5 separate regions of the Mus musculus genome follow, and all the other regions are linked to region 5. The links are chromatin contacts, called in public promoter capture Hi-C and targeted proximity ligation maps. All regions are on one chromosome and are shown on one strand. The core of a region is the stretch at or near the end of the contact, and the rest is flanking DNA. Distances in the headings are between cores, read along the strand shown.

The links. Promoter capture Hi-C pulls out the DNA fragments that hold promoters and counts their contacts. Capture Hi-C pulls out chosen DNA fragments and counts their contacts.
Region 1: a contact with region 5 is called in a promoter capture Hi-C map of adipose tissue. A contact is called at or near these places in 5 of 39 promoter capture datasets (the C10 cell line, the HPC-7 cell line, cranial neural crest and 1 more), 5 of 484 Hi-C or Micro-C datasets (CD4 T cells, CD8 T cells, memory CD8 T cells and 2 more), 9 of 130 datasets of targeted methods (the 230-238 cell line, T-cell acute lymphoblastic leukemia, embryonic basal ganglia and 4 more) and 1 of 9 other capture datasets (adipose tissue).
Region 2: a targeted proximity ligation map of pro-B cells shows a contact between it and region 5, with 5 times the contacts expected there. A contact is called at or near these places in 6 of 39 promoter capture datasets (the 3T3-L1 cell line, 3T3-L1-derived adipocytes, the HPC-7 cell line and 4 more), 2 of 484 Hi-C or Micro-C datasets (the STO cell line and ventricular fibroblasts) and 6 of 130 datasets of targeted methods (bone marrow-derived macrophages, epiblast stem cells, large pre-B cells and 2 more).
Region 3: a targeted proximity ligation map of embryonic stem cells shows a contact between it and region 5, with 11 read pairs. A contact is called at or near these places in 2 of 39 promoter capture datasets (embryonic stem cells and liver), 3 of 484 Hi-C or Micro-C datasets (cortical neurons, cranial neural crest and embryonic stem cells), 6 of 130 datasets of targeted methods (the NIH/3T3 cell line, embryonic stem cells and stem cell-derived neural progenitor cells) and 1 of 9 other capture datasets (adipose tissue).
Region 4: a contact with region 5 is called in a promoter capture Hi-C map of liver, with 4 times the contacts expected there. A contact is called at or near these places in 6 of 39 promoter capture datasets (the C10 cell line, the HPC-7 cell line, cranial neural crest and 2 more) and 4 of 130 datasets of targeted methods (embryonic stem cells and neural tube).

Annotation. Positions count from the first base shown.
Region 1 is chr19:38,394,512-38,399,549 of GRCm38.p6, reverse strand. Slc35g1 (solute carrier family 35, member G1) reads right to left here and starts at 3,570. Exons shown (of 3, transcript NM_175507.3): 1 at 3,249-3,570. The coding sequence starts at 3,435.
Region 2 is chr19:37,582,787-37,587,610 of GRCm38.p6, reverse strand. It overlaps Exoc6 (exocyst complex component 6), which reads right to left. Exons shown (of 22, transcript NM_175353.2): 9 at 1,717-1,800. Among named protein-coding and RNA genes, the nearest start is that of Exoc6, 35 kb to the right of the region's middle.
Region 3 is chr19:38,319,427-38,324,935 of GRCm38.p6, reverse strand. The region is part of intron 2 of Gm9886 (a long non-coding RNA gene); the gene reads left to right. Among named protein-coding and RNA genes, the nearest start is that of Gm9886, 5.1 kb to the left of the region's middle.
Region 4 is chr19:38,370,025-38,375,244 of GRCm38.p6, reverse strand. No RefSeq gene overlaps it. Among named protein-coding and RNA genes, the nearest start is that of Gm41844, 6.7 kb to the left of the region's middle.
Region 5 is chr19:38,052,227-38,057,074 of GRCm38.p6, reverse strand. Cep55 (centrosomal protein 55) reads right to left here and starts at 2,034. Exons shown (of 10, transcript NM_001164362.2): 1 at 1,758-2,034.

The sequences.
Region 1 (5,038 bases), core at 2,321-4,820, 340 kb before region 5:
GTGGGTGAGACCCCCACAGGAAGACATGGGGTCCAACATCACTGGCAAGAACATCATCTAGAAAGGCTCCTCTGTTGTGTAACGGTGAGAGCGGCTTTGCTAATTTTGCCCTGTCTCACCTTCTTACTTCCCACCTTAATCTGAACCAGGAAGTGTGTGCCTTCTCCAGGTCTTCAAATATTTAACCCCTTACCGACATCTCACATACACGCACGCCCTTCCTCCTTAGGAACACCGAAGGGAAGAGACAGCAATAAGGAAAACAACTGGCTCCTGCCGACGAAGAGTTTACTGGAGACACAAACCTGTGGAAGCTGCAATTTGCTCTGAACAACTTGAACAGCCCCTCCACTCTCAGAATGTACACAGTGTTACCAGCTATGGGACAGTATTGCATAATTATGTTCCCTTTTTAAATGCCCTTCTCTGATAAATGATACACCAGGTAATATATTTCAACATCCTCATGTCAGATACCTTTGGCCACGAGTGGCTGCAAACCGTGACCAAAGCATGACAGCCTTTCTAGCAACATCACAGGGCCTGACCTTTGCACCAGCCATACTATCTGAATCAGACAGCTTCCTGTTCTGGGTGACCTGGAGAGACCACCCTGGGACTGTCATTCCACAAGAAGTGTCAGAGCCCCCGCCCCATGCCACCTTGTACCCCTGTGCTCCAACACCGTGGGAACGAACTATAAAGAGCCACTGGGGCACCAGGAGGAGGCCTGAGACTGCCAAGTGAAGCACCACAAAACACATGCCTTGGCTGTGGTCGGCCTTAGAATTGGGCTTCTGAAATTACAAAATCTAGATCCAAATAAAACAAGTTTTCTCAAAAGAAACCTCCATTCTCAGACAGAAGAAAATGAGGAGTCCTAGGACAGAAAACATCTTCCTGGTTTATTAATTCAAGGATCTCTCCAAAGTAAACCCATTGCCTTTTCTTTAAGAATTTAACAGTGGGCTGGAGAGGTGGCTCAGAGGTTAAGAGCACTGACTGCTCTTCCGGAGGTCCTGAGTTCAATTCCCAGCAACCACACAGTGACTCACAACCACCTGTAATGGGATCCAATGCCCTCTTCCAGTGTGTCTGATAACAGCTACAGTGGACTCATATAAAATAAATAAATAATAAAAAATGTTTTTAAAAAACAAAACAAAAAAAGAATTATAACAGTGTAATATTTAACTCCAAAAGTGGGTTTTTTGCTTTAAAATATTTTCTATGTATATAAGATATATGTATGTGTGTGCATTTATTTATTTATTCATTTATGTATTTAGAGGCAGGATCTCCCTATATGGCCCGGGCGGTCCTAGATCAGGCTGGCCTCCAATTCAGAGTCCCACTTCCCCTCTCTCCAAAGACTTGTGCCACCATGCCCAAATAAAAAAACATACAAATATTTAAGGTTCCTGTTTTCTGATTATGTACAGGCAGGTAACAGAGGGTTGAATCGAAATGGATTGTTAGTGAAGACAAGGAATAGTTCTGTTTGGGCAACCTCAGTTTCTTATTACATGATAATTTCAATTCCCTGTGAAAATGGTGACCAGCAAAGCAGCCCAAAGAGGCATTTTCTCATGTATACCACGCTAACATCCACTGAAAGGTGTATCTAATCACTCTACACAAGTTGAGCGTTTAATGACTCAAATTAAGCAGTCACCAGACAACTTCCAGAAGAGGGTAAAAAAACCTTTTTTTTACTTGGCTTCTCCACACTGCAGTAACCTGGACCTGATTTAGGATCACGGGGGTAACTTAGGTTTGGAACTTTGTAGATGCTAGCTGAAGGCCTGGTACACTATGCCAAGTGCTCACTCCAGCAGGAAAATGGGGTGCACAGGGCTAAGACAACTCTCTCTCTTTAGTACAGACTCTACACTGTACGGGAAACAGCAAACAAGAATCAGCAAACCTCTAAACTGGGTAAGGGTATCCAGTTCCAACCTAAGCTTGAAGGTGAGTTTTGTTAAGAAACCACTAAGATCTAGAGTCTGAAAGCCAGGCATAATGATGGAGGCCCTTAACCCCAGCACTCAAGGAGGCTTAGGCAAGACAACAGAGTGTGAGCCAGCCTAGACTGCACACAGAGTCTAAAATGAGCCAGTCAAAAATCCAATGCCAACTTTTGGCTTATAGTGGCTTGTGCTTTGTTTTCAAAATAACTGTTAGAAACTTGTCTTGAAATTGAAGGGCAAGATTCCTGGGCATTCACGATGTGCTGACATTTTTAGCACGTGCTGCCTGAGTAAGTATGCAGACCCCTTCATTCATGCCCGAATGGAAAACTAAAGAGTTTGCAAGGCCCAGTTCCACATTAGGCCAGAATGACATCCACCCATAGGGTGACTAGAAAAAAAACTGACCTCAGGAGCTCCCGGGTTAGTCAGCCCAACATGGGGTAACCTATCCATGCAAACAAAATCAGAAACCCGAGATCTTTTCTCTTTGCTTTCAGGACAGAAATGTAGCAATACTCATCTCCCCGAGACTTTTCTCTCTTAACTCAGAAAAACACAACTAAGAAGGTAGGAACCTGAGTGGGACAAGAGGCACAGAAGTCGTAGGGCATATTCAGGGGAAGAGACCCCGGAGATTAGATTGAGAAAGGTCTAAAAGATGGGCTTCTTACTGGAAAGCTATTTAGTGGAAAGGGCCCTAGGCAGACAGAGTCTCTGGCAAAAGTAGAGAGCCTTACCTAGTGCTGTCTGGACCTGCCCTACCCAGACCTTGGCAGATGGAGGTGGGGTGAGACCGAATCCCGAACCCCCATCTTCCACGGCCTCTCTTTACTTCTTTGTTAGGGGAATTTGAACGAAAGTTAAGGGTTCTTCACCGAGGCTCCTCGCAAGGTGTACCTCGTTTTAAGCCAGTAGCTAAAAAGTCCCCCTGTCCCCCCAAAGCTTGAGGGTCAGTGGTCCACTGAACTCTTCCTCTCTGCGATGCTGAGATTCCGTGACAAACACTTCCAGAACTCCAGTCTTTCCAACTTGGTTCAGGAAGATCGGTTTACACCCACGATGTGGGTTCCAAGTCGGCTTCCTGCCACCCGCTGCCTGGCCCCTCTCGGTGACCTTTCACCTCTGACTGCCACTGGACTGCGAGGTCCTGTCCCCCACCCCCCCACCCCCCACCCCCCGTCACCAATTTGGGGTTATTAACACTCGGAAACTTTCTGGGTCTCGGCTCAGGCCGGTGCGCAGAGGACCAGACCGACCCCGCCCGCCCGCACTCACCGGGCTCCCCACGCGAGCCGCACGCCCAGGCTCCACACGGCCAGCACCTGCCGCGGCCAGGGGCGCCCTCCGCCTCGACGTCCACGTGCTCCTCGCCGGGGGACGCCGGGTCCGCGAGCTGCAGCTCGGGCTCGCGCAGCTCCACCGCCTCGGCTGCAAGCTCCGCCGCGCTCTCCGGGGGCCCCATCCCGCAGCCCGCGCTCTCCCCGCAGCCGCGCGCCTTCTGGCGCCCGCAGCTGCCGCCCGGCCGCTCGGCTCTTCCGGCCCCCGGCGAGCCGGTGCGTGTGCGCGTGCGCGTGCGCCCGGCTCCGCGCGCTTGTCCTCCGCTGCCCTCCCGCCCCGGGGAGCCCGCCGCCTGCGCTCGCTCGTGCTCTCCGGCTGCGGTGGCTACAGCTGGCGCGGTGACTGTCCCCCACCCCCACCCCAGGGCAGTCGGGCTAGACAGCACACTGGTCCTCCTCTGTCTTTGCACAGACAGGGAGGGACGCTTGGTTCTCAGCCCTGGCGCCTCGGGTCTTGGGGCCTTCTGCTGCTTTAGAAAGACTGTACCTCTGAGCTGGGCGTGGTAGCCCACGCCCTTACTCCCAGCAGTTAGGGACAGAGGCATGTGGGTTTGTGAGTTCAAAGCCAGCTAAGGCTGTATAGTGAGACGCCCTCCCTAAATAAATACATGAATTAAATTAAATTAAATTAAATTAAAAGGGACTGAGTGTCTGTTTACTGATATGGATCACCTCTGTGATGCCCCGAGGACTTCTAAGCATTATGTGAGTTTTTAAACACACTTCGACCTGTCCAAGAATTTAAGGTGTAAACATAAAGATTGAAACATAAAATTGAAAAGGAGGGCTCTTTAAAAATGCAAGGCACCTGGGTGTGGTGGCAAATTGAGTGAAGAGGATCTTTGTGACTTCAAGGCCAGCCTGGTCTACAGAGCGAGTTCCAGGAAAGCCCTGGCAGCACAGAGAAACCCTTTCTCCACAAAACCAAAACCAACCATCCAAACAAACAAAAATTGCAAGGCAAAGGGGGCTGTCTCAACAAACTGAGACAAGTAGCTACCTCAGCTCTGTTAGCTCCAGATTTCAAAGAAAGAGACCGATATTCCAAGTGAAGGGCCTAGGCGGGGTAAATTTTACTCTTGATGAACTAACCAGTACCCCGAGCTCTTGACTCTAGCTGCATATGTATCAGAAGATGGCCTAGTCGGCCATCACTGGAAAGAGAGGCCCATTGGACACGCAAACTTTATATGCCCCAGTACAGGGGAACGCCAGGGCCAAAAAGGGGGAGTGGGTGGGTAGGGGAGTGGGGGTGGGTGGGTATGGGGGACTTTTGGTATAGCATTGGAAATGTAAATGAGCTAAATACCTAATAAAAAATGGAAAAAAAAAAAAGAGGGTGTACTCTGAAGATGGAACTCGTAGACAGGAAATGCATTTATTTTTCATTCCCCCTTAGATGGGACTTCGTCTTTTTCCCCATTGGCTGGGGTCAAACCTCACAGTCTTATTCCATCGCCAGTTTTTTAAGAACTGGCCCTCTTGAAATGAAGGAAGAAGGGGAAAGGGGAAGCTGATCTTTGGTTCTGCAATTCCTGGAATATAGCACTGGGCTTTGTGTAAACAGACATTTTAATGGGTGGTGGGAAAGATGGAAACATTTGCGTATGGGTGAGATAAAAGGACGTTGATTCCTTCTCCTAAACTCGTTTTATAAGTATTTGATAGAAAAGACTCATATTTAATATTTCTTAGAAATTCCTCCTCTTTAAAAAAAAAATACTTTTC
Region 2 (4,824 bases), core at 466-2,965, 470 kb after region 5:
AAACCAATAAATAACAACATAAAAGTTTCAAGTCACTATAACTTGATTGATAAATATTTATTGAGAGCCTACCAAGTTCTGCGTACTCATTCGGTATCAGAGAAATACTTGATAATAACAAGAAGTCCTTTCTCTCGTGGATTGTACAGTCAAATCATTTTGTTATTGTGCATGTGAATACATGACATGCATTTGTGTGTGGACACATGCCACAGTAGGCACTGGGAAGTCAAGACAACCTTATGGAGCTGGTTGTCTTGGTCCACCTTTACAGAAGCCAGGTCAGTGACAAGCAGTGCTAACCACTGAGCGGCCCTGCAGGCCCTCGTGGAATGTGTATTCAAAAGGAATCTAGGTTTTGCTGTTTATGAATAAGGCTACTATAAACATCCACACCTGAGCCATTGTATAAGTATACATTCTCATTTCTCATGAGTGACTACCTCGGGGGTTCTTAGGGTGTGGCACAACAGTTTATTACAAACTGCCAAACCATTTTCCACGGTAACAGTATTCTTTTTATACCCACCAGAAGTGTAAGATAATTCCAGTTGCTGAGTCCCACCTCCTTACCAGCACTTGACACTGCCAATCTTTTTAATGTAAAGTCTTCCATAAGTATGAGGCAGTACTTCCTTGTGGCTTTGTTTACATTTTCCTGATAAAAATTTATACTGAACAACATTCTCATGTGTATGCACATTATCTGTGTATCTGTAGTAAAAATATCTATTTGAATCTCTTTTTTTCTGTTTTTAAAGCTGGTTTATTCGTCATTAATTGTTGAGAGGTGTTTAGATGGTTTTATCTCCTGGTCACCTTAACAATGGGCTGAAAGCCCTCTGAAGCCCCAGATGACAAGAAAGGTGAGTCCTCCAGGACAGCTGCTTTTGGTGCCCCAGGCCTGACCTGTGACCCGGTGTTACTCAGTTCCCTCTCCTATCCCATAGATGCTTTTAGGGTGAAAGCTGCACTCGGTGCCTCATCGAAGCTACCTGGGCTTCTGCCTTGACGTGGCTCACAGCAGATGGGGGTTCTGCGGTACAAACGCATTTAGTCATGTAAACGTCACCACGCCAAAATGTGGATTAATTATACTTTTCTGCCAGATCCTCAGTCTATTTAAGAAAAATCTAATTCTTTTTTTTAAAACGTCTATCCCGAGGCTAGAAAACTGGCTCTGGGGTTAAGGGTACTTGCTGCTCTTACAGAGGTCCTGAGCTTAATTCCCAGAACGTACAGAGACAGACAACCAGCAGTTATTTCAGTTCCAGGGGATCTAACGCCCTCTCCTGGCCTCGGCAGTGACTAGTCCGCCTAGTCACAGGAACAGACCTACCCCAGCCACATACACATAACTAAAAATAAAATACAAAGAAACAGTCTATCCACTGTGTTTAGTTGTTTTGTTCAATGTGACAAAGAATCAAAGTGCACAGTTCACCATATAGTCAGAAACAAATTATCATTCTCTGACATTTTGCTTGCTTATCTGTTTTTAACTCAGTGTCTGTCTTTCCTAACAGAATGTAAACTCCTGAGAAAAAAGACTCACCCGGTTTTGCTCACTATTGTACACTTGGCCCCTAAATCAATGACTAGAAATAGTAGGTGTTTAATAAATATTTATATGTAGATGAGCAGTGACCCATGCTCACAGGACTCAAGCCAGCCACGGGTGCAAGCACCGTGCAGGGCACAGGACACCACACTCACCACACTCGACTGCGGCTGCAGAACCAGGCGTGCCTGCTTCTTCCTTTGCTTCCGGTAATAATTTTCAAATGTTTCTTCATCACCCTAAAGAACATCAGGAGAATGAGGATGGTGATGGTCCCTCCCGCCTCCCTCCTTCCCTTCCCTGCCCCTGCTGAGACAGACATCTTTGTCCTCTGGGATTTATGTTAACTTTCCAAACTGGAATGTAGATGACAAATGGCATTTCATACTAGAGGTCAAGAAGAAAGGGTTGTTGGCATTACAGCTCAAAAATAGCAACTCTATTTGGAAGTTACCTAAAATAAAGTTCGAACAATTAGACGTTTTCCTAATTTACCACTGAAATTTTTACAGGCTTAGCACTGCGCAAACTAAACTATGGTTCTCAGTGAGAGTCGTTAAGTAAGGGAAACATCTGTTTCCCTACAGCCTGCCTCTCTCCGCATGCCAGCCATGCGCTGCTGGCAGAGTATGCAGTTCACTGCCCTCAGCCGTCCACTTTCAGGTTCTTACACGTGCTCTCCCTGACGGGCGGGTCCTCGCTCACACAGTCTCTATGACATTTTTATTCATCTTTCACGGCTCCTCCCGTCATTTCGTCCTTAAGAAAGCTTTCCCTAGTGTTCCAGAGCAGGTTATTTTCAGTTATTCTGTAACAATTCACACTCCCCTACCACAGCACCATGCAACAAATAAATGAACTTTGCTAAACACAAGTACACAGATACAGCACAGCCTCTCTGCTTAGTAAGAATCCTCCCAGTTAAAAACTTGGGAGTCCCCGTCTCCTCGGCATCTAAGACTCCAAAACAACAACAACAAGAAAGCAAATTTAACAATAGAAAAAAATTCCAACAGAAAAAAAAATTGATTTGTTTCTTTAGAATTAAGTAGCTACAAAACCATTACTCTTTTAAATGTCATCTGAAATAAATTCATAATGCAGAAAAAAATGTAAGTCTCTCCTATGGGAAGTCTTCTAATGTTCTTGTGCTCCAGCTACGGAGAACTACAAAATAGCTATGTTACTGATTTTCTAATCTTGATACATTAAGTGAAAATGTTTTACTAAAAGTCTGAACAAGTATAGAAGATATGACGTGAAGCATAATGCTAATGCTAGAATTTTTTAAAATAAAGTGTTACAACCTCATTTAAACAGAGCCAAGCATCGTTTGCTTAAGGTACTGGGAGAGCCCCACACACACCGCTGACGTCCATCCCTCTACTTCTGAACTACTTACACTCAACTCTACTGATTTAATATATTTTGTCCAAATGTATTTTATAATGTAAAATGCTTTGAGGTTTATTTTCTTACAGAGCTTACGAGGACTTAGATGTTAAAATTATTTTACTTCAGGAATAAATTATTCTCATTAATACTTAATGGATCCAAATAGCATAAACATGTGCTATGTTCTAATAACAAGTAAATAAAAACACAAATTTGTATTCAGAATTAATATCTTTTACATTTTTATATAACTAAATATGTTTGATTTCTTTTTTAATTTTTTTTCAGGTTAACATTTTATTATTAATTCAATGGTTTTTAATACTTATGTTTATTGCTATTAGAAATGAAGTTCTAAAGTTTTCTATCCATTTGTTTGAGGGGTTTCATTTGTTTTGTCTTGTGTTATTTAACAACGCCTTGCTATCTTGCTAGGTCGCCCTAGGTAGCTTCCAACTTTGCAGCCATTCTCTTGCCATGGCCTTCTGAGTGCCCAGAGTCCAAGCATGCTACCACACTCAGCTGGAACTGAACATTCTAATAAGGATTTTACTATGTTAGCTTTTCACTTCAAACTCTACACTGTGATTTAGAGATTATAATGTTTAAAAAAAAAATGTCTTTTCCTGGGGATCATGAAGCCAGAAGGCTATCTACTAAGAAGACTTCCACAAAGTAAGAGTGGTGAGAAAAAAAAAATCTCAACAAATACACAAACCACAGCACAGAAATCCATGAGGGATGTTATGAAACAAGACAGAATGAGTTCTCTAGAAGTCCATAATTCCTTAAAAAATGAATCCAAGTATCTGAATGGATGAAATGCCAAATAACTCATGGGAAAGTCTTTACAATGACCAATGACCTCAGTAAAGGGTTAAAGCCAGCATTAGATGAAGGGACACCATTAGCCTGGAGCCTGACAAATCAGCAACATGAATGAAGAATTCAACAAAGAAACAAAAGTCAGGAAAGAAGCAAACAAACTCGGGGGACAAAAAACTCAATAAATCAAACAACTTAGTGGAACGTGCCACCAAGAGACTAGACAGGACAGAGAGCACCTGGCACTGAACACACCAGACCACAGGACAGAGACTGGATCACAGAGCAGACAGACTACAGCGATAGCACAGAGACTGAACCACAGGACAGACAGACTACAGTAACAAGACAAACTACAGTGACAGACAGACTACAGCGACAGGACAGAGACTGAACCACAGGACAGACGAACTACAGTGACAGGACAGAGAACACCAGGCATTGAGATAAGGTTGAGAAAACTTCAGACATCAATAAAGAAAAACAAAATACTTAAGTATGACCAGAACTTTCAAGAACTCTCAGGCATGATCAGAAGAGCAAGCCTAAACATCCATGGTGAAGAAGGAACTAAACAGCAAACCAAAAGCACAGAAAACACTGTAAAGGAAATTACTGCCAAAAGGAATTCCAAATGTAGGAAAATATATGGATACCAAGGCATGGAAGAAACTAGAAGGCCTCAACAGGCATGACCAAAAAGAATCCACATATGTATCAAAAGATGGCCTAGTCAGCCATCACTGGAAAGAGAGGCCCATTGGACACACAAACTTTATATGCCCCAGTACAGGGGAACGCCAGGGCCAAAAAAATGGGAATGGGTGGGTAGGGAAGTGGTGGGGAGGGTATGGAGGACTTTTGGGATAGCATTGGAAATGTAATTGAGGAAAATATGTAATAAAAAAAAAAGAGAGAAAAAAAAAAGAATCCATCCACGCCACATTAGAGATAAAATGCTAAGACTACAGGCTAAGAAAGAACAAGGAAAGTCACAGGGGGAAATGCCATCTCTGTCACAAGAGTAAACCCAGAGTTACATC
Region 3 (5,509 bases), core at 2,921-5,420, 270 kb before region 5:
CCACTTCAGCTGCAGAGAGAAATTGCATCCTAGTATTTGGAGACACTCGCCACCAGGGAGCAGCCCTGTGCTATGGTCACCAGGATAAGGAATTCTGGGGCACTCTGGCCATCTTCCTACAACCCCAAGGATGCCTCCCAGTCCCCCTCTCTAACTGCAGCTTTTACAGTCCCCCCCCCCCCCCACATCCCGATTCTTCTGCACTCTAAAGGAGTATATAATCCTTTCTAATGTAAAAGAACCCCACGGCTGTCTGAGCAGCCTGCCTGCCTAGGTAACTGCAGTTACTAATTCTTTCAGTACAGGGGAACGCCAGGGCCATAAAAGGGGAGTGGGTGGGTAGGGGAGAGGGGGTGGGTGGCTATGGGGGACTTTTGGTATAGCATTGCAAATGTAAATGAGCGAAATACCTAATAAAAAATGGAAAAAAAAATAAAAACCTGAATTTAGCTCCAGCTATTCATGGTCCCTGCCCCTTAACCCATGACCCGATCACCCCCTTCTCTCTCTTTCTCTTTTGTCCTCGGCCTGTGATGCTCTTTGCCTACTCTTCTCCACACCTCCCACCTTCCTGCTGCTCTGTCACTATGGTTACGGTGGGGACCAGTTTCTGTGCTGCCCCAGTCCATAGCTTCTGAAGTGATTTCCCCCAGTGGATTCCAGCTAAGTTATATCTTTGTTCTAATCCTTTTCCATCCATCCATCAATCAGTCAACAAATCAAAAGGGGGTGGGGAGAGACAGAGACAGACAGTATCACAATGTTCTATCCTGCAGTACCAGACGTTGTCTAGCTGCTTCCTGTCCTTTTTATATCAGAGAAAGCCCTGGACTCCTACTTTTGCTGTAAACCCAAATCTACATACTACTTATTAAGCACTTCTTGGTTTTGTGGTTTAGTGTGAAAACACTAAATTCTGTATTGTTTAAATACTTTCAATCTGGGGACTTAAAAGGGTCTCTTAGAGAACAATGAATTGAAGTAGAAACCCAGGCTGTCACATGGGGGAGACATCAGCACAAACCAAGTCAGTCCAAGCCACAGTGAGCCCTATTAGGGAACAGCCCACAGCTTTTAATGAGGTTGAAAGCCAAGACTAGAGCTTAGAACTGTCCCCAGAAAGATAGAGAGGACACATTTCCACTGATTTTTTTTTTTTTTAGCAGTGAAGATGATTCTGGAAGAACTTGCTACAGTAACATGGGTCAGAAGGGCAGGGATAGGAGCACGTTGACAAGTGTTTGGAATCCTGTCTGTTGGATTCTGGGTTCCTTAGGATCCTGTGGGTAATTTTCCAGGTTTCTCTGGAGTTACAACCTGCTTAAGTTGTGCAAATGCTCACGCAAAGGAAGCAGACTTATGTTAGTCATTTCTATAATCCTGTTGAAACTATGATTCATGGACTGTATTCTCAAAGGAGATATATATGATGAACATGGTCCAGCCATGTGTTTTTAAGTGGCGTAAGGGCTTTAACTCAATGACACACTTCTCAAAATTTACCCCCTGTTCCCTCCCACTCACTCTCCTTCCTTATAAGGTTCTTTTCTGGATTTCTCTGAACACCTAGAGACAGGCCAGACATCTCAAGTGGTGGGGGGTGTTGCATCCTTCACCCCCCTACACTTGAGGCTTGGCCTTACTGCACATTCAACCACGTTCAGTCTCCACACACTTAATCACTGAAAAAAGAGGCAATTTGTGCTGGTCTATGAAGCCAACTCCCTCATCATGTGACCCATCATAGGTCAGAATATTGCCCCTCTTGATTGGATGGGAGACTAAAGGCCTATGGGAAGAGGAAAGCCAAGGGTTTCCATCATCTGTCTTTGTTGAGGGCAAGTGGGCATTGATAATCCCGATGGTGCCTCCATTTTGGTGCACAGGAGAAGCTGTGTGATTGTTTCAGGGTGATTGAATTAATTGTTCATATCTTAATTGAGTCCTTATGAGTTGTTCTGGTTTGACTCTGAAATGTTTCCTCACGGGCTGGTGTTTTGAATGCTTGGTCACCAGATGGTCAGGCTTTAGGAGTCAGGACCTAGCTGATGGAAGGTCACCAGAGGTGGGTCTTTGAAGGTGCTAACCGTCATCTGATGTCTGTCCTTACCTCTGCCACAGGCTTGCATGGCATGAACTGCGACACATTGCCATGTCTTCCCTACTCTGCCTCTGTCTCCTACAACCATCCTTATCATTCAGCAAAGCTAGTCAGTCATCCTTCTAGGTAGCCTGGGACGCTGTTTTTGGACTCACCAGAATAGATCCTCTAATTACTCTCTGGGACAACATTGTCTTTCCAAAACTCCCTTGCCTAAATCTTTTCTCATCTTTGTTTCCTGGAGTGTAGATGTCCACAATTACCATACATAGTCATTGAAGCTACATGAGCATGCCAGTTCTGCTGGCAGCTCTCTGGTGGACATGTAGATCTATTCTTCTTGAGCCATGTCCCTCTCCCCTCCTCCCACCTCCCAAAAGCTATGAGTCATGCTGCTCAACGCTCCTTCTTCAGAACCCTTTAACAGGTACCAGACTCTCCTACAGTGAAGATCCATGGCTTGAAGCCATATTGAAGCTTCTAGGTAGACGTTATCTCTCGTGCCTGGATGAATGATTCTGGCATTTATCATAACAGCTAATGGTTTGTTTCTGGGAAGAACCCGAAAGTACAGTCAGAAAGATGTCTGAGATCATCAACTATGATCTGGTTCTTATTCGATTTGTTGTCAGGCAGTGGTATCTTTTCATCTTGTACCACATATTGCGGTTGTTCCAACTCAAGGGCCTTTTAAGGACAAAGCTGCTTGCTCTGGTGTACTAATAATTGTTACTGCTATGACTCACTTGCCGTAGCATTCGTGACAAAGTAGCTGAGAATGTAGACATCTCCAATATCAGCATTAGGTCACTGTCCCCTTACAAATTCTTATTTTTATGTGTATGTATGTGAGTTTATGTACACCATGTATGTGGGGGGGGTGCTGTGGAGGCCAGAATAAGGCATCAGTTTCACTGCTGGAACTAGAGTTCCATCCTACAGGCAACCACCTGCTGTGGGTGCTGGGATCTGACTCCAGGTGCCCTTAACTGCTGAGCCATCTCTCTACTCCTAGGTTGCCCTTTAAACTTTCTCCCCGGGAGAGAAGAAGATTTAGAAGTTGCTAACTATGAAATGCTGGAAATAAAGGGGACTGAATTTAGATAGTTCAAAGTCCTGGGTTATTTATGATCAATAATACCAAATTTCATTTCATAATATTCAAGGATGTAGGTGTGACTAGGAGTGTACTTCTAGGTAGATGCTGTAAGCCCTTTTAGTTGATAGATCTGTTATAAGGGGTCTGTGTGCTGCTCCCAAGTGTAAGCATAGCAGTGCACATCTGGCTCAGTCATCAATGACTGCCAGGACACTGGCATACTGACCTCAATATAGGTATATGAGGCAGCAAAACCACCATCAAGCCAACAATGGTCTCCACAAGATAGCTGAGCTGGAAGGGGAGGGGACTTATTATTGCCTTTCCTTTATGAGGAAAACTTCCCACTGAAAAAGCTATTCAAGTGTTATATGAAGGTCACATGAGGGCCAGCAAGATGATTCAGTGCATAAAGGTATTTGCTGCCAAGCCTGCTGACCTGAGTTCAATCCTAAGGACCTACATGGTAGAAGGAAAGAATGGACTCTTGATAGGTGTTTTCACACACACACACACACACACACACACACACGTACATGATAAATAAATGTATACAATATATTTTAAAAAGAAAGTCCCTTTAAATATTAAACAAAGTGCTGGGGGTGATGCATGTCTTTAATCCCCGCACTTGGGAGGCAGAGACAGGAGGGTCTCTGGGTTTGAGGGCAGCCTGGACTACAGAGTTCTGTGTACTAGTCCTACATAGAGAAAAGCTGTCTCTACAACCATAAAAAAAAAAAAAGACAAAGCAATTCCAGTAATAGCAGGAGCCCTTCCCCACCCCTCTCCAGTCTCCTGAAACAGAGACTTTCAGCTGTTTTGTGTTTCTAATGATACCTACTTCTGTATTCTAATTGGGGTAGTGTGCAAGGGCTGAAATTCCTTACGTTATCTGTCCTGGATACGCAGTTGTTGACTTATTATTAGAATGGGTGGAGATTTAAATTTCTCAGCGCTATCTCCCAGGGCCCTTCCCATTTCCCTCCCTAGGCCCAGGACCAGTGATAGAGGCCATGACAGCAGGGACAGCAGTCCCCAGAGTACGGGCTGCTTAAGCTTGCATTCAAGCTTTGTGACCTCAGGGAATGAATGTAAGCTCTCCAGCCTAACAGATACGTTGACAATAAGAGCGACATAGGTGAATGAAAAAACAGATTGGGTTAAACTATTGGAGCAGTTACATTAGCTGGGAGTAAGTGTTTCATAATGCTGGCTTCAAGTTAAGTTTTGTAATTGTTAAATTTAAAGAATTACACTTAGGGGCTGGGGCAATGGTTCAATTGGTAATGTGTTTGCTACATAAGCGCAAGAAGAAAACCCAGCTTTGACAGTCCTGCTGTCAAACCTGGGACCCAGTGCTGAAGAGGCAGAGACAGGAGAATCCCCTGTGCTCATTGGTCAGTCAGTGAGAGACTCTGTCTCAAGCAGTAACAGAGAATTGAGGACACATGGCATTGCCCTCTGCTGTCCCCCGCCCCCCACATGCACACACAAGCAGGCATGTACGCAGGTACACTCATGCACACATACATACATGTAAACATATGCTCACACTCACATATGTAAACACAAACACACACATAGATTCTGTATTCAGATCACTGCAAATATATAAATATTAGTCCCTGCTAAACATTAGTCGGTTTTTCTGCTTTCGTGACTTGTTCCCCGGAAGCTAATAATTGCATTGGTACTTATTTAGTTTTCGGTGAATCTGATAACTGATTCTCAAACCCTCCTCAAGCTCAATAGCAACAATACGTTATCAATAACTTCTCACTTCATTTTAACCCTGGGGACCCCCCCTCCCATCGTCCCAGGAAGCTTCTATACACCTTTACCTTCTGGTCATTTTGTTGCCGACTGCATAGACATTTCAGAATGAGGGTCAACAAGTTGGCTCAGGAAATAAAGGTGCTTGCTGCCAAACCTAACAAGGTGAGTTCAATCCTAGGACCTACACGGTGGAAGGAGCCAACCGATTGCTCCAAGTTGTCCTCTAACCTCCACACATGTACATGTGCATGGATACAAACAAACAGAAACTTTAAAAAGGAAATCTTAGAACTGCCTTCTCGTCTGCCTTAAATTCTGTTTTCAAATCCCGATCCCACATCCCTTTCTTTGACAGTCTATTCTCTCGTTTTGGTGGGGAACACTCTGCAGTATCTTCTAGGGAAAGATTCATAGGAAGTAAAAGTTACGTGATGCTTTCATGACTTGTGCCCCCTGAAGTTAGTAAGTGCATCATTTTTGCTGTGTTTTGTGTCCCTAGGTCTGGAATCTTCATTTCTTTCTTTGGACAG
Region 4 (5,220 bases), core at 1,340-3,839, 320 kb before region 5:
CTGACGTCTGAGAGCCATCTGTTCTTGGCCCTGAGCCGGGGCCCAGGTGCTTGACCACCGATATTTGGCCCCTGTCCCAGTATTATTTAGCCTTAATCTTTAACTGTTAATCTTTAACTGAACTTTCTTGTAACTTTTGAGAACTCAGCTCTGGTACTTTTTCATGCCTTGCAAAATGGCGTTACTGCAGCTAGCTTGCTAAGCCTGATGGTGGGGTCTTTCAGAAGGAACAGGCAAGAGAGAGGCCGCTTAGGATGAATACACACGAATATACTTGACAGGCAAAATTATATCCCTCAAATAGTTAACTAGCTCTGGAAACGTCAGAAGCAAAGAAGACTCTAAGTGTATCTTAACAAAAAATTCCACTGAGAATCACCGTATGCTTCAGAAATTCCACGGTGCAGGGACCTGAGCACACCTGTTTGTATGTTGTTTGTATCCTGGTTCACAGACGCATCATCAACATAGACAAAAGGTGAATACAGCTCAAATGCCCACCGATAGATACGGCAAATATGATATACTTCATATAAGAGAATATTATTCAGCATTCAAAGTTACAACATGGATAAATCTTAATAATTTTATGCAAATGAGATAAATCAAACCCAAGGGACAAAATTGTATGGCTTTACTTGTTAGAAGGGCCTAGCATAATCAGATTCATAGGGATGGGAAGTATAATTGTGGTTGCCAGGGTGTGGGGTGGGGTGGGGAAGGAATGGGGGATAGTGCTTAGTGGGTGTGGTTTCAGTTTAGGTAGATGAGAGTTCTGTGGATAGACAGCAGTGATAATGTAAATAAATACCACCGAGCTCTGTATTCAAAATGGTGAAAATTGTAACCATTATGGGAATGTCTATTTTTTCAGTTTTGTAGTTATTTAATGAGTAATTTTTGAGACAGGGTCTCATATAGCTCAGATTGCCCTGGAGGTCTTTGTGTAGCCAAGAACTTCCAGTCCTTTTCCCTCTATCTAATCTTGGTTTATGCAGTGCTAGGGATCAAACCCAGGGCTTTTTGCATGTTAATGAAGCTAATAGAACTCTACCACCCCACCCCATACACCAACTACCCTTAAATGGGTAAAACTTCCCAGAGAAACCCCTTCTGAGAGTATGTAGGAGTCAGCAAATGTAGCAGCAGTGTAGCCAGGCAGGAGCCACATGCCTGCAATTCCCGTATGAGAGAACCTGAGGCAGGAGGATGGGGAGTCACAGAGCACCCTGGGCTACACTGGGAGGCATCCTGGGCTACACTGGGAGACTCTATCTCAAACTAATCCAAAGAGAACATTAGCAAAAGGCTCCATGGGAACCTAGAGCCATAGTTGCAGTTAACTTGGGTCTACATCCCCACCAAGACACATGAGCTACCTATGATCCTTAGCACCAGCCTTGGCCACGCTTCAGTTCTGGCTCCTAACTACAGAGAAGAGAAAAAACATTCTGGGTTTAGGAGACACTGAGACAGTCTGTCCTGTTGAATAAGATTTATTCAGAGGGTAATTAACACTATAAACAGACAGACAGACGTCAGACAGACAGACATGATGGGAACTCTAAGGAGAGTTCAGGCCCATGTGGCCTAGTGGGGTGGTAATGTCCCTTCTCAGAAGAAGGAAAGAGGGTCTATGTCATGTGATTGATGGATCCTTTATACAGAGCTGGCAGCCAGGCTGTCTCTGATTGCTGGGTGACAAATGGGACTGAGGAGAGTATATTAGCCTGGGAGCTGTGTGAAAATCAGCTGTGAGGGAGGGGAGAGACTCAGCTGTAAATGAACATGACCTGGGCAGCAGCCTGAGCTGGCTTGGGATCTAACGATGAGCACCAGAGACAGAAAAGCTAAGAGGGGAGAGAAAACCTGGTTTAGTGCCTTCCCAGCCTTTCAGAGTTTTGTAGCTAAATATTACCAGTAGTAAAACATATGAACTCGGGGTTCTACAGTTTTACTCTCTGGAGACAGAGTGTACGACTCTTGTAAGACTTTGGAGGTTTCTTTGAAGTCCTGTGTTCCATCTGAAATATTTATGTCCGTTTCCCTTCTAGACCCTGATGTATTTATCTTCATCCCATTTTTAAAAATGTAGCAGATTTGGCTAACATCTAAGTGTTTACACTAGACAACAGAGATGAAATGGGAGACGAAAGAGACAGGGTCCCAACCTCTCACAGATGACCTCTCACTGGCCTTGGCATTGCCTACTCTCACTCAGACTACAGGATCCAGACCTCGGCTCTCTGCTCCAAGCTTGACAAACTGGCCTGGGAGACAGGGGTCGGGGTATATGTGGCTGGAGAGCTCTCTGATTCTCCTAGCTCTCCTGGCCTCGAGTCAGAGGGCTGCACCCCTGCAGTTTCCTGGGCAGAGGGCACCCTGCAGACCTTGTTGCGTGTTTCTTTGTAGATCCTCTCTCTCCAATCAGTTCCTGAGAACCGTGGCTCCTATGTACATAAATTATTCCTAACACCCCGGGAACCTTTACCTTCCTCTGTGAACTTATCTATGCTTGGAGACTGGGCATGCTCAGAGATGATCCCTGTTAACCTCAGATTTGTTATGGTCCAATATCTGGGTTCCACTCTGCTCTCCTTTTAATCATTAACGTTTCTGAAATGCTCCAAATATGCCACACACAATTAGGTGCATCGGTTCATTGACCCCCGGGGAATTTAACCAGGCAGTTCAGTAATTGTTAAAAGCCAGGCTCTGGAGTCCCGTTCACTAACCAGCCCTGTGGTTTCAGGAGAGTGATGACTCCCATCTGAGCCTCCCCCTTCCCCGATCTTGTTTTCTCCTATAGAAAATAGAAGAAGAAAACTATTTAGCGGCTAAGAAGATGAGAGGATTCATTTCCAACACCAGATGCAAACGCTCTTTTTTCTCTTTAAGGTGTGTGTTTTATCTTCAACTTACAGATGGGGAAAGTGAAGCTTAGAGATGTCAACTGATTTGCTTACAGTCACACTAAAAGGGAGGCGCAGAGATGGGATTAGAATTCAAGACTTTAGATACTTCAGTGGGTGGTCTGGACAGTTTTCCCCTGCTTCTCAGGCAGGGCATTAACAGGATTTCAGGCTTTTGAGAGCAGCACCTCATTAGAGCAATTTCTTTCACCTGATCTTTTGGCTTTAACTCTGAGACCACTGAGCTGGCAGCATGCTTTGCCAGCTATTGCTACAATCGTGATACTCCGTGGTTTGCATTAGGGTTTGTGGTATCTCTGAGAAACCACACTCTTCTTGGAGTAGAATGCTATGAAATGAAGAAAAACAATTGTATAACGATACTAACAAGATCCATAATTATATATAAGTCATTTATCAATGGTTTCTTGATTCCATTTATCTATTTGCTATATTGTCAGCCAAGTATGGACCACCAAGATACACCATCCACCCAGGCAATACTGGGCCTATAAATCAACCAAGCCTCCAATGCCTTCTGAAATCCAGTATTTGATGGTGTAGTTTCAACTACTGCCGAAACCATGGAAATGTATAGCTCAAAGAAAGCTCACTCACTGAGCATGCTCATGTCAACATGACCCAGATCAAGAAACAGAGAATAGGGGCTGGAGGGATGGCTCAGTGGTTAAGGGGTATTGACTGCTCTTCCAGAGATCCTGAGTTCAATTCCCAGCAACCACATGGTGGCTCACAACCATCTGCAATGGGATCTGGTGCCTCCTTCTAGTATGTCTGAAGAAAGCAATGGTGTACTCACATACATAAAATAAATAAATAATCTTAAGAGAGAGAGAGAGAGAGAGAGAGAGAAGCAGAGAATAGTTCTCAAAATGGCCACTCCATGGATGGCTCTTCACTATACCCTCCAAAGATAAGCTCTTCAGACTTCTAAACTACACTTATCTGCTTATCTAAACCTCAGGTGTTTATGTAGTTTTCATCTGCTATGCTTTGAGTGTGCCCTCAGAAGTTGATATTATGTATTGGCCAGACCCCCAACCCCTATAGCTGTAGCCATTTTGGTCCATGCCTGCCAGCTAGTTAACATTGTTGCTGTAACATGCCTGCCAGTCACTGACACAGAGAAGTGACTTGGCTCAAGGACATGCTGACCACACACCCTGTTTTGTTCTCTATGCTCTGAATGAGCAGTATGAGGTTTGCTAGTTAGTCTTAAGACATTCCACAAAGGTTTATGTAGGACCCATCAAATCAAAGGTCGGTATGAACTGTTATGTCTAAATTATCTTGGGTCAGAGCTAACCACAGGGCAGCCCTTCCTGCATCTATGTATGAGCTCACTGTGATTTTTGTGGGTAACACTGAAGAATGCTACTAGTAAGCCAAAATGTTGTGATTATAATACTTGTGCTCTGTTATCTGAATCTTCTGAAATTCCCCTGTTTGCCACCCATCCACCACCTCCCTTGCCTTACCCAGGACCAAGCAGCTTAAAGGTTAGCTGATAATACTTTGCCTAGTGAGCCATCTGCTCCCCTCCTTGCCCTTTAAACTTTTGAACCTGGTTTTCCCTATAAAAAGTCTACCCTGAGAGCAGACTGGTGCCACAATTAGGTTTTTCCTTCTCGTGGACCTGGACGTCCAGTATTATGGTGTGTGTTCAATAAACTTTTCTTGCTTAACTGAGATTGGTGTATTCGTGGTTGGTATGGCAATTTCCTGAACCCCACAATTGGAAATGCAATCCTCAATGTTGCAGTGTTGAGAGATGGGACCTTTAAGAAATGAGCTGGCCTACAGTTGAGTAGGTTAATGTCATTAACCTGGAGTGCGTTCGTCACTGCAAGAATAGGTTTCTAAGAAAGATGAGTTAGTCGCCATCCCCTGTGCCTCTAATGCATGTGCCCTCTTGCCCTTCTGCCTTCCGTCATGGGGTGAGGCAGCAAGAAATCCCTCCCTTTGACCTTGGACCTTAGGGACCTTCAGAACTGTAAAACAAATTCTATTCTTCAAAAAGGTATCCAGTCTTGAGTTTTCTGTTATGGCGGCACAAAATGGATTAACAGAGCATGCTTTTATGTGACTTCTTCCACCAGTATTTGTGGAATTTGTCTAACTGGGTTCTGTTTGATTCATCTCATTTGCTGAATGATACTACATTTTAGCATAGTTTATACATGATTAGTAATGACTAGTATGAAGGGCACTGCCATAGTTAGAATTATATATGTCTTTGTCAGGGTTTCTATTCCTGCACAAACATCATGACCAAAAGGCAAGTTGT
Region 5 (4,848 bases), core at 785-3,284:
TCAGAGAAGAGCATCTGTAGTTGACATAATATAGCCATCTAAGTCGAAGGCTACACCCCAGGTGACCTCATATTCAGTGGCAGCAAAGTCTGAATCAGCCTGCTTCAAGGCTGGGGGAGGCTACAGAACTCTATCTTATTCGTTTTAGAGCGTATGGCAGGAAGAAGTGAGAAAATCCAACACAAGACATTTATAGAAAAAGAGGTGTAATTCTCAGAGATTGGGGGGGGGTGAAAGAAATGAATGGGCAAATGAAGTTAGGCCAAGTTTCACATCTGCTAATAGTACTAGATGAGAGTTTAGAAGCAAATGTAGAATACAAACTCTAGGCAGGCAGATGTGTAGTAAAATACACTGTATATATAAATAATGTAAAAAATAGCTCTCCATTAAGAGATTTAATAAAACCATTTTTCTCATATGTCCTGAGATAAAAATGAAGGCAAGGTGATCATGGAATTGAAAGGAAGATAAGACCTTCCTTCATTCAACTGTTACTACAAAGCTATGGTGATACAGGCTAATAATCCTAGCACTCAGGAAGTAGAGGCAGGATGGGCAGGAGTTCACGGCCAGCCTCATTTGCATAGACTGAAGGCAGCCTAGCTGCACAAAACTGTTTAAACAAATCACAGACTATTACTACAAAGCCTTTTTACCAGGTAACCTAATCGGGACTGGATATAAGCTGGCTAAAGCAACAGAAAGAAGAAGAAACAACATAGAGTCTCGGATGCTAGGAAGCTTTCAGAACAGTGTAGCAGGCAACAGCAATACAACAAAAGAAAAGGAGATTCACATATTCTTAAACTGTAATTAATACTAATAGTCATAAAAGCTACCACTACAAGAAAATCTACTTAGGGCGGTGAGTGTGAGGTTGTCCTGTATAAAATCAGCCTAAAAATAATAGAACTGCATAAACAAACTTGAACGAAATCTGTATTAATGCATTCAACCTGGTTTTGCCCACTATCTTGACAAATACCAAGTAAAATTGCTAGTACAATCTGCCGAGGCAAATGCACAGTTAACGTGTTTTAGGAACCTGCTACCACAAACGTTTCTCCCTGGGCTTCTGCTGACGTCAGAAGGAGGACTTAACAGTTTGAAAATACCCTCAGGACATTTGCATCCTAACTTTTGGAGAGGATTCCTAAAAACTTAGTGTTCTTGACTCTTGTCTAGGCTGACCCAGCACACACTCCTCCTCATCTCAATCCTGCTCTCACCTAGTCTTTCCTTTCCCAGTATTTTCTATTCCAATCGATCATAAAGTTCTTTTTTTTTTTTTTTTAAAGTTCTTCTACTCGGGAACGTCCCTACCCAGTCCTAGTGGAATCTCCTTCAGGATGTGCTCTCTTAAATTTAATATGGGACACAGAACTCACCATACATACACAAGCTAGCAGTCAGTACTATCTGCTCACAACATTTTCTTTTTCAATCAACAACTGTTCAAAAGAACTGTGTTTTGATTTTTTTTTGGGGGGGGGGGCATACAAGAGCTTAAAGGCAGCTGCTTGGAAATCTCTGACTCGACTGAAGGGACCTAAGTCATTCTGGTCAGGAGTCTAAAGAAGCATTTCCGTTCAGTAAATCTCCCAAATCTACGAGGGGTCAGGAAAGAGGCAGGAAAATAAAAAACTGCAAAGAGAAGCGCTTGCTAAGCAAAGGCTGACCGCACTGGAGACCTGAGAGACCTGGCTCAGGTCACTGGCCTCGCGGTAACCTCTCTGTTAAGAAAGTGATAATACCGCCAAGTTCAAAGGAGCCGAAAGGATGGCCTGCGGGCCGGCGGTCGACAGGAACGCAGCGCGGGGTCTCTCAGGGAGCCAGCATGTGTTCCAGCGATTCCAGCCAGGGGAGACGGAGTCCTGCGGCGTGATCTGCTCACCAGCGCTCCTCCCGGGAGGTCTAGTCCTGCCCAGGGGCTAACGAGCCCCGGCTGTCCTCCCCTCCCTCCCCGGCCGAGGCCGGGACCACTCACTACCTGAGACAAACACAGCGCTCGCGTCGCCGCCGCAGACCACTTATCAACCAGGACACCGCTTCCGGGAGTTTGAATCCCGCGGCTGTAGGGCGGGTCACGTCACTGCCGGCTTGGCGAAGGGCGGGGTCTGCAATCAGAGGACGGGCGGGAGAGGGCGGGGTCTGCAATCTGAGGAAAGGCGGGAGAGGGCGGGGCCTGCAATCTGAGTGAAGGCTGGAATCTGAGGATGGAGGAGAGAGGGAGGGCCCAGGAGCCTGAGGGCGGGGCAAAGGCGGAGTCTAGAGCCAGAGGAGGGGCGGGGCAAGGTCTGGAACCCGACGGCAGGCGGGGCGAAGACCGGCTCTGGAATCAGAGGGAGGGGATCGAAACTAGCCGGGCAGACGGGTAGGGGCAGAGTGGGGAAGGTAAGGGCGAGCAAGACATAGAGCCTGACGGGAGCTACAATCCGTGCCGGCCGGGTCAGAGAAGGACCTTGTGAAGATAGAGGGTGTCTGTGGAAACGTGGTGTGAAATGAGGCGGGTGTGATGGTGTGGGTGTGGGTGTGGGTGTGCGGGAGTGTGGGCGTGGTGGAGGCGGAGCCAAGGACAGAGTCGGAGGACCAGTTCAATCTGGGCCTGCTTGCTTTTCTCTGTGTGTTCGGACCCTGCTGTTATCCATAGGACAAGCTCTGTGACCCTCGCCTGGGACTGACTGGTCTATGTTCTTTGGGAACCAATTTCTCTTTGTGAGGTAGAGCACAACCTCCTAGTCTTCCGGGCGGGCCACTCATTTACCCTGTCAAACTCAGGGGCGGAGCAATGGGGAACGAAGCTGTAGGGAGCTGATAAACTCCCAGTTTGAAAACCGAGATTGTGAGCCCCAGCAGCGATTCCAGATTGCTGCCCTACAGGCAGATGTGTCTTTATTGGTCTTTATCGGTCACATCAGGGTCTTGATTAGCGTCTTGAGAACTTGAAGCAAACAATTGCTTATGGCGTGTCGTTCTTAGACTTAGCCTAGGCATACCAGAAGTTTACAGCGAAAAAAATCAGTAGCAAAGCATCCTATGAAGGTAATGTATGTAGTACAAGGGTTAAAATCCTGAATGCCTCTTAATAGATGTGTGGCCTTGAGAACATTTCACTTCCTTGAGCCTCAGTTTCCTGATCTATACCAGGATGCAGATAACCATCTGGTAGTGTGGCTGCGAGGGCTAGAGTTTAACAAATGTAGTTAGGCACTGTTAAGTAAAAGACAACAAATCCATTTGTTACTGAATCTAGTGGATGAGAAACCATGTAAGGAATTTCAGTTTGTTTTATTTGTTTAAAGCAGGAAGATGGCAATCCAAGATACTGGAATTCTCTATTTACACAGTCCTCCCGCCTGAAGTATGAACGGAGAAACAGATGGAGAAAGGAATAGTCTTATTAACCACAAGGTGGCACACTAGAAGGCGGCAAGCAGGCTTTTGCGTTTCAATGTCCATCTTTCCCTTTTGCCCTGTTTTTCAGGGCATGTGGGTGTTTTTTGGGGTATGTGGGCCCCAAACAGGTGGAGCCTGGGTGACCCCGTGTTCCAAAGAGCAGCCTGTTCTGGTGTCCTGGTTCTGCACATCTTACCTTCTTTATGTAGAGCCGTGAGGTGTTCAGTTCAACACTTTTGTGTTGATTAAAATTAAAATGTCTGGTTATTGCTGAGGTCAGCTTTTCTGGCAAGCATCAACTCCAGGAAATTGACCTCTCATAACCTGAGACAAGGGAGGAAGGGGAGGGACTATGTTTTTAGCTAACTTCAATGAGCAGGTGTTCGACAAAAGGTAAATTTCAGTGGGCAGCTAATTCTGGAGAGTGCAGTATGGAATATGCAGAAATGGGGGTATTATGCATGTTTTTATTCCCAAGAAGCAGTTTTGGCTTTCTTCTTATTTGTGTGTTAAAGTGTCATATGGGAGTGATTAGGGGTGGGAGAAAGTTTGTCAACATGAAGTCAGGATGTGAATATTCACTGCCCAGACTATATAAGAAGCAAAATTGGAATCAAGTAGGAGGATCTTATATGCATGCACGATCTCCAACACACACACACACACACACACACACACACACACACACACACACACACACACACACACCAGGGGCAGGGGAGGGTTCCTTAAATAGTAGAGCACAGAGGAAGGGTAGGGAAGTTCACTGCAGTTCTACATCTGCCCTCCAGAACCTTGGTTCTTGTGGAAGCTGCAATGAATAAGGACTAGTAAGGGAGAGGCATAGCCAGGAGGTTCACTGGGAGGCTTGGATTATTTGTAAAAGCCAATGTTGGATCTAGACGTCAGTGTTTGCTCTTTATAGACAGGCACAGTCGTGAAGCTTCAAGCTGCTAGCTGTTTCGATAGCATCTCATGGAGATCTCATTGTCCAGGTGATACTGACAGTTCACTCAGGGATATTCTAGGGTGAGGATTCAAGACTCGTCTTTATTCATGTAAGGAGAAAAACGGGAATGTCTTTATCTTAGCAGGAGAGCTCATTTTCTCCTTAGGAAACAGTGTCAATGGTTTTTAGACTTACTAATTGGAAACCAGGAGGCTGGTGTGATCTAAAGAGTTCTAGCTTCCAAGGGGCCTTTCATGAGTCCACAGGACCCTGCCTGCTAATAGACCTGCATGGCTAATAGAACATTCTGCCATGACGGAAAACTTCCTCTGTTCTGTCCAGTATGGCAGCGCTGGCCACATTTGACTGATGTCTGCTTGAACTGTGGCTGCTGTGAGTGAGAAACTGAGCTCTAAGTTGTACTTAATTTTGCTTTTGAACAGACAGCTAGTTCTGTTAGTAGAAAAACTGTAAGTATATTTGAAAAACTTGGGTAGAGG